Regions from separate parts of the Mus musculus genome. Here region 2 is linked to region 1. Evidence: chromatin contacts called from public Hi-C data. All regions are on one chromosome and are shown on one strand. The core of a region is the stretch at or near the end of the contact, and the rest is flanking DNA. Distances in the headings are between cores, read along the strand shown. Region 1 overlaps Cacna2d3 (calcium channel, voltage-dependent, alpha2/delta subunit 3). Region 2 overlaps Cacna2d3 (calcium channel, voltage-dependent, alpha2/delta subunit 3).

Evidence for each region. A called contact is a pair of places that touch in the nucleus more often than the background predicts.
Region 2: a contact with region 1 is called in a Hi-C map of cerebellum, with 1.6 times the contacts expected there. The contact joins two enhancer-like sites. A contact is called at or near these places in 8 of 484 Hi-C or Micro-C datasets (cerebellar granule neurons, cerebellum, myocytes and 3 more).

Annotation. Positions count from the first base shown.
Region 1 is chr14:29,112,628-29,116,404 of GRCm38.p6, reverse strand. The region is part of intron 14 of Cacna2d3 (calcium channel, voltage-dependent, alpha2/delta subunit 3); the gene reads left to right. Among named protein-coding and RNA genes, the nearest start is that of Lrtm1, 96 kb to the right of the region's middle. Within about 2 kb of position 2,369, at least 14 of the 459 cell types and tissues checked have an H3K27ac peak or open chromatin away from gene starts, as enhancers often do. A contact at or near this core is called in cerebellum and uterus, where this site is marked.
Region 2 is chr14:29,222,015-29,225,732 of GRCm38.p6, reverse strand. The region is part of intron 11 of Cacna2d3 (calcium channel, voltage-dependent, alpha2/delta subunit 3); the gene reads left to right. Among named protein-coding and RNA genes, the nearest start is that of Lrtm1, 210 kb to the right of the region's middle. Within about 2 kb of position 2,097, at least 6 of the 459 cell types and tissues checked have an H3K27ac peak or open chromatin away from gene starts, as enhancers often do. A contact at or near this core is called in cerebellum and uterus, where this site is marked.

The DNA of each region.
Region 1 (3,777 bases), core at 1,120-3,619:
ATTTTTTCTGACTGCATTAGAGAGAGAATATGCAAAGACCATTCTTATATAGAATCAAGTAAAAATCAGTACAACCCAGTGATTGGATTGAAAACCATACTTGAAAGTTTACATCAAATCAGTATATATTTACTACCAATTATTTTAATCTGCTTTTATTGGTCCTCATAGAAGAGCACTTTTTAAAAGACAGATAAACCTAATAAAGGACCCAGTGATTCCAGAGAAATCACCAACTCATCCCTCATAGGAAGTCTTACCTTTACTTCTTTTGGAATTTTTTTTTTTTTTGCTATAAAATAAATCTAAATTTCATTGACAGAATTCATTATGTTTTATTACAAATTTTATTACAAATCTGTCAGTGGAATCTGGTCAAACTTCATCTGTTCCGTCATTTTCCTGGTTCTTTTCTTTCCTTCCTGGGCCCCTAGATAACTGATTATGTAGCACAGTCCCTTGAGAGGAAAAAGATGGCTGTGGATGAGACACCATGGCAAAAGGTTCCTCTGAAATGCTTTGGGGAAACCAGGAAGTCATATAATTCCCTAAAGCTACACTGTGAAGTGCAAAAACAAAAGCTAGATGTTTACCCCATCCCAATGAACTCAGAGGATTTGGAAAAAAACTCAACCAAGTTTCATGAGGGAAAAATGTTAGGCAAGGACTAATGCCATGCTATGGATTTTCTTTTTCCAGAAATGACTCAAAGACTTGACCCACTTGCTGACTCACTTGGATTACACACACTCCTGCTTGCCCAGGCCTAAGATGCATTAGATGATTTTCAGGCTGGGCATCACTGAAGCAGCTATCCTTCCATCCCGGCTCCCTTTCTCCGTAGCAACTATTTCCCTATTGCGGCCTTCCATCACCCCAAGCTCCCGTAACAAGCATTGATCATTGCTTACTACTCTGTTTGATTCCTGAACCACAGTTAGCTCGGAGATCCATGATGCTACTCTTCCTTTTTAAAATGGAGAGCCTCGAATGGAGAGACTCAGTTCGAATTCACTAGAGTAATGAAAACGGGACTTACAAGTTTCTCACTTAACTGGAATGAGTCTTGTGGGGTTAGCCAAATATGGCAGAGGCACAAAACACTATCCTATGCACTTCCTCGATAATTCTGCTTAATCATTCAAGAACTCTTATGGGCTATTTCTATTTTAAGGATGATTTATTGGTTGTCTCTTTTGCTCTGTTCTAATCTCCTGAAGGTAAAATATGACATTTTACACCACTCAAAAGGGTTTCTAGGGGCAGAATAATTTGTACTTGATCTCTAGAAACATGTAGGCTAAGTCTCAAACCTCTGCTCTGCTGCCTTCTGATTATTTTAGCTCTGTTTTCATCATATGTTGAATGGGCACAGATAATTTACAAGGTGTGTGCCTGGGTTTGATTTAAGGCCACATCCGTACAAAGCATTGCAGTGGGTATGCATGGATAGATGAAGGTAGGGGAATAAGCTGATGGAGAGAGGGAGGGAGAGAGGCAGGAGTGGAAGAATGAATAAGCAACCCTGATTCAAGAGGCTGAAATTGAGTTTGGATGTTGACTCAAGGTCTGTTTGTTTGAAGTCACAGTGTTCAACCGAGCTGGTTTTAAAAGGGGAGTTGTTTTCTTTATCACTGTGGCCTAGGCTGGAGATCATGCACTACTTGCTTCTAGTCCCAACAGCATGTAGGTACCAGCTCCTCACAGCCCTTATTGTCAGGCTAACTACACGGATGGAGGCACGATGCACACAGGCGTCTTGTCTTAGTTCTGCTACTAACTCCACATGATTCCTTTCCTCTCTGAGCCTCCTATACAAAATAAACAAAAGGATGATGTTGGAATAAATTCATTCAAGGACCATTTACTGAGCACTTCTTGTGTATTAGGCTCCCTGTTAAAAGCTTGGAGAAAAAGGAGACTTTTTCCTGTTCCTTCTGCTCTCAGAGTTCACAGGCTATACACAATTTCCCGTGTCTCTTCCAGCCATCGTGTTCAGAGACTTAGCTGTATTAACAGTTTGCACAGATTTGGGCCTAGATGGTATCTTTGGTTGTAGAGTAAATATGATTATCTTTGTAGTGGAGTTTCGGGACATCTGGTTCCCATTTCCACTTAGTTAGGGAAGGTTTTATGGAGGAAGCCACGTTTCAGGGGGTCTTTAAACAAGGGGAAGGTTTTGTCCCTGGGCCCCAAAGCTCCAACTGTTGGCTGTATTTTCAGGCATCTATTTGGGAGGTGTCTAAACCACGTTTGTGAAATTATGAATGTTTGGCCACAACGGGGAGTCGGTTGTGTGTCAGGCTCATCATGAAGCCTGGCCCAAGTCCAGTGCTCCGTGATCATTCCCATTGTCCTCATTCCTGGGCACTCTGGAAATAAGCAGGTCACTCCTAATAAACAAACAAAGCAGTCTCCAAGACAGCTTTCAGATATGCTAATCAGATGTTAATCAGTAGTGTTCTTTTGACCACAGATTTATTTATAGATGTGTTCCCGGTCAAAGACAACATGCTGATGCTATTGAAATGTTTGCTTATAAACTATATTCCCTGCTTAATGGCTTTTATCTTAGAGTCACTGGGAACAAGAGACAGCATCGGCATTTTACCAAATAATAGCTATTTCCTTGTAAGAGCAGCTCTAGCTTTTTCTTCAAGACGTTTCCAACCCTCATTCGGCATTATCATTCACAAAGTTGTCTTTAAGTTGTTGAAAAGAGAAAGAAAACAAAACAACTTCAGCAATCAGGTTTATAGTAGACACCGCCAAGGTTCAAAGAGGATACCGTGCTTACTTTTGTTGTTAGGCAACGTAGATTACAGCGAGGGCTAGCCAGAAGTCAGCATCTCGCAAGCAAGCAACAGTGATTCAGTTTAAAAAATTAATAATAATAATAAAAATAAAAATAAAAAACCCAGAAACCATCCTAGTCAAAAGCAAATTAACATTTAAGTATCATTCTTACGGGATTGAAAGACTATAATTTACCAAGACAATCAAGGGCGGAATGAGAGGAAGTATTGCTTAACGTTTATTTATTTCATATTTACGTCTTAGTCTCCCACTTTGGTTTTGCAAGAGCCGTATATAATTTAGGATAAGAACATCTTGCAAAAATGTTGAAAAATGCCTTGTACAACAGAAATCTGAACAGCGTTTGCTGTTCTTAATTGCATGCATCAGAAGAATCAGCTCTCCAAGAAAGGAAATAGCTGCCTCTGCGTGTACCTTGCCATGAAGATCATTAAACACACCAATAGTCAGGGACACGTTTAACCTGTACTATGAAACCTGTGTTCTGACAGCATTTTCAGCGCAAGTGTCTTAGGAATTTAAACACAGGACTTACGACTTATTATTGTTTTAAATAATTTGGTTTTAGTTTGGCAGCATCAATTTTCACCACAGGTCTATGCTACCAAGCGCTTTTATTTATGCAGTGTTTTCTATAGAGGAGGCTCTAGGGAAAGCTTCCTTGATGGTCAAACATTCAGTCATAGGGACAAGAACTCAAAAAGAGCACGTGCATACTCGCCATTCAGATTTAAGACTTGGAATTGTTATCATGTTTGTTTTTGAGTTTTATTTATGGATTTGTGCATTGTTTTTGATGGCATGAAATCTCATGAAAATTGCCATGGCTGAGCATTCGTCTGTGGGGCATTCTGACTGTCATTGGCATCTTTGTCAGCGATGTCTTCCTGTGGGAAATCGTTACTAAGAGCCATGAGCGCCCAGCCTCTGCTCTTACAACTGCCCTTTCCTCCCCTCGTC
Region 2 (3,718 bases), core at 848-3,347, 110 kb before region 1:
CCAGAGAATGGTCTTCTTCACCACTCACATGGTGGAGATCAAAAATCACACCCCGTCATCCTAGGGAGGGTACCTTTCAACAAGCACTGCTTCAGCCAAGAAACACAAACCAAAGCCACCTAACTGAAAGCGATGACCCAAACCTGTGACTCCCTAGCTGGCCTTTAATGTCTCTTATTTCAATGTGTTACTGGGGATAGAACTCAGAGCTTAATTACCATCTGAGAGAGACAATACAAACTCAGTTGTGGATATATATGCCTGGCAGAGTCCTCTTCTCCACTCCCCATCCCCAGACACTTTGCTCCTGGACTCAAATGTGGAGCATTCCCAAGTGGGACAGAACTGAAAACAACCACAAACAGTTGTGCCATGCATCAGAAACGTGGAAGTGCAGGCACAAGCATGCAGTGTCCACTGTACAGGCTTCCTCTCACATTGTTCTCTAGGTGGCTCAGTCTTCAAAAAGAGTCTGTGGTTTGCCATCAAGGTTGCTTTGCTGAAATCTTCTAAATATACCGAGCACACTCTGTCCAGAGTGCAGGAATATTCATAGGAGGCAATATTTATTTGACGTCTTTGACCCTGTTTCAGTCCTCACTTCTTTGTCCTTCCCCCCAACACCCCGGGGGCTAGTGTAGTTTCCTTTCCCAAGTTTATTGGCTGTTGGGTGACACTGATGCTGGTGGTGTCTTAGGAGTGATGTCACTGAACTAGAAAGATAAGGCAACTTATCTGTTGCTCCCATGAGATGCCTCGCTTTCTAAGAACTCCAACTTGGCTTTTTCCACAGTGTTTGTCCCCAGCCCCTCATGCCAACTTTGTTGTTATGATTTGGTTTTAGTGAATAGATGCCATCATAGTAGAAAAGTCAGAGGTCAAGAGTTTTAAATAATAACTAGACAGTCTGTTTTCTCATTGATATGTAATGTTTTAAAAATACTTTCTTTACTGTTTTATTCATTCATTCATTCATCCAACTGCTATATATATATGTATCCCTGCAGAAATGCATGCCATGGTCCATATATATGTAGAGGACAGATTTCAGCTTTTGGGAGAGAGTTGGTTCTCTCTCTGGTATTAAATTCAGGTCATCAGGTTTGGTAGGAGGTGCCTTTACCTACCAAGTCATCTTGTTAGTCCTGGTGATTAATATTTATTATCTAATACATTTTAAGTATGATTGTATTACTTTGTGTTACTGTGTGTATGTGTGTATGTTTGTATGTATTGTGTTAGGGGGTAGGCACTTGCATTCCATAGCATACATGTAGAAGTCAGAAGACAACATGTCGGGGTTGGTTTTCTTCCTCCAACATGTGGGCTCCACTGTCATACTTAGGTCATCAGGCTGACTTACTGACCCTTATTCCTAATTTTAAATCAGTATTTCAATGGAATTATAGTCACTTAATTCAACAGTTTGAGCCTCCCAAATAATCTTTCATAAAACCATTAAGTTAACTGTATTGATACAATTACAGAACAATAGAACGTTATCTTAGTTAATTGATGTAATTACAAAATGTTTTCTTTGTTAGCTGAAAATAAGTTGCTTCAAATACTATGTAAGTGTAACTAAAGGATTTTTGACTTGGGATGAGTCTACGTCTGAAGCCTCCTGTCTTGTTCATACCTGCCAATGGACTTTGTGCCTACTAAATATTTGAGTGAGCTGTTGTGGTTTTAATGAGATATGTCTTCATTGGTTCATGTATTTGACCACTCGGTGGCCAGTTGGTGGTGCTATTTGGACACATCACAAAACCTTCAGGAGATCTAGCTTTTGTCAGGAAGAATGCTACTGTGAGCAATCTTTGAAGAGTGATATCCTCACCCCACTTCCTGTTTACTCTCTCTGTACCCTGTATGTGAATACAATGTGATTGGCTAGTTTCTTGTGACCTGTTGTCAAGCCATTCCAACTACAATGGACCCATATACCAAATGAACTCTTTGTTCTACAAATTACTTTTTGTTTTACGATTTTTATCACAGCAACATAAAAGTGACTAATACCATGCTAGAGATGATCCAATGCTGGGAATGATACAGCTCTGGGAATCATGGTCATAGGCTGTCTTTTTTTCATGGAGATCTTATCAGAAAGAGCCATCTGTTGTAGTTTCGCTGTCTCCTGTGAGACAGCATCCTATTCACACACATTAAGGCTAAATCAACTGTAGTCTCATCCCTATATCTGAGTCTGGTTCCTCCGCTAGCTGAGCATTCTTTTGGCTTGGATGAATACCCAAGGAGGCACACTAGTGAGCTGCTTTTTTGTGTCAAAATAAAGCTTCCCTTTAGGAGCAGTAGACTCTCTTCCTGAATTTTAAATTCTGAGCTGTAGTTTCAGAAAAGCCATGCACCCACTAAGTCTATCCCATCCTGACATTTCAGCAGAAATTGAATACAAGTGGAGGGTACCTTTCTGTCCACATGAACATGTTCTCCTCAAAGTAGCTCCTCTCAGCCAGCCTGCCCACCATGAAGAGTCGACATGTGAAGTCATTGTGCTGCCAGTACTGGCCAAGAGTTGACCATCTGTCATCCATGCCTTGTCACTCATGAAACTCCCATGAGGTGTATAGTGTGGGTAATGTAAGTGGTCTATGGTTAAAAATCTGTCATTATTTAAAAATGGTATCAATTCTCAGAATTTTGTGCTTGGACTTTTTTGCAGGTTGCCAAACAGACTCCAGTAGCCTTTGCATCTTACTTTATCTTTTAGTATGTGTTCAGTTCCCTCTCAAAATGCTCTTATAACTGATTGTTGGGTCCACTATGGGAACTAACACTCCCAAGCTGCAGGCCCTTAGTCTCCGTGAGAGGATCAGTGGGAGGCCGTTTGATAACTTTTAAAGCTCACAGAGAGAAACATTATTTTTTTCTCCAAGTCTGCCAGAATCCCATGCTCTGTGGGCAACATAATGGATTTCATTCGGAGCCCTGCATAGGCCAACTGTCATGATATGGTTGGGAAACTTTCCATCAGCTACTGTGAACTCCACTGCTCTGTTCCCTACCTCTGTGCTGGGCTTCTCCATTCCTGGATGAATTTTATACAACACAGCCAACCATCCAGATTGGGATTTCACGCCCTGCTGCACTGTTGCCCAAGTTCTTTCTCTTTCAAAGGCCTCCTTCACAAAGTCCTTAATCTAAGTAATGCAGAGAAGGTGTATTTGGGGCTAACAAATGAAAGACAGCAAGAACCAACAACTTCCTGAGAATTATTGTCATTATTGTACTTCCATGAAGGCTGAACAATTCATTAGTGGGAGTTCTGACAAAAACCCTACCCCCAAAACATATGTAATGAATTCAGACCTCATTGGCCATGGTCCAGTCATTTTCTGAGGGGGTATTCTTGGCATTTTCGAGGTCAGAGGAGAGGTGTAATTTGAAGTTGGTCATATGTGTTTCCTGCATGTTCTGTTGGAGTTTGTTCATTACATCCATCGGATGTGCACAATACCTTTTAATTTCTAGACAAAGCTCAGAGACCTTGAAGATGTGGCTTGATAATGCCATAAATCTATTGCCTCAATGTACAAAATATCTATATCCTTGATCTGACATATGTCGAGGGCTCAAAGAAAAACCTAGGATGTGAATGGATATAAGTGAAAATAGGATTCTGGGTATGGTTTATGACAGACATTGTTTCTGTGGATGGAAGAGGGCTCTTGTTCCTTCCTCTGTTAGCTTTTCT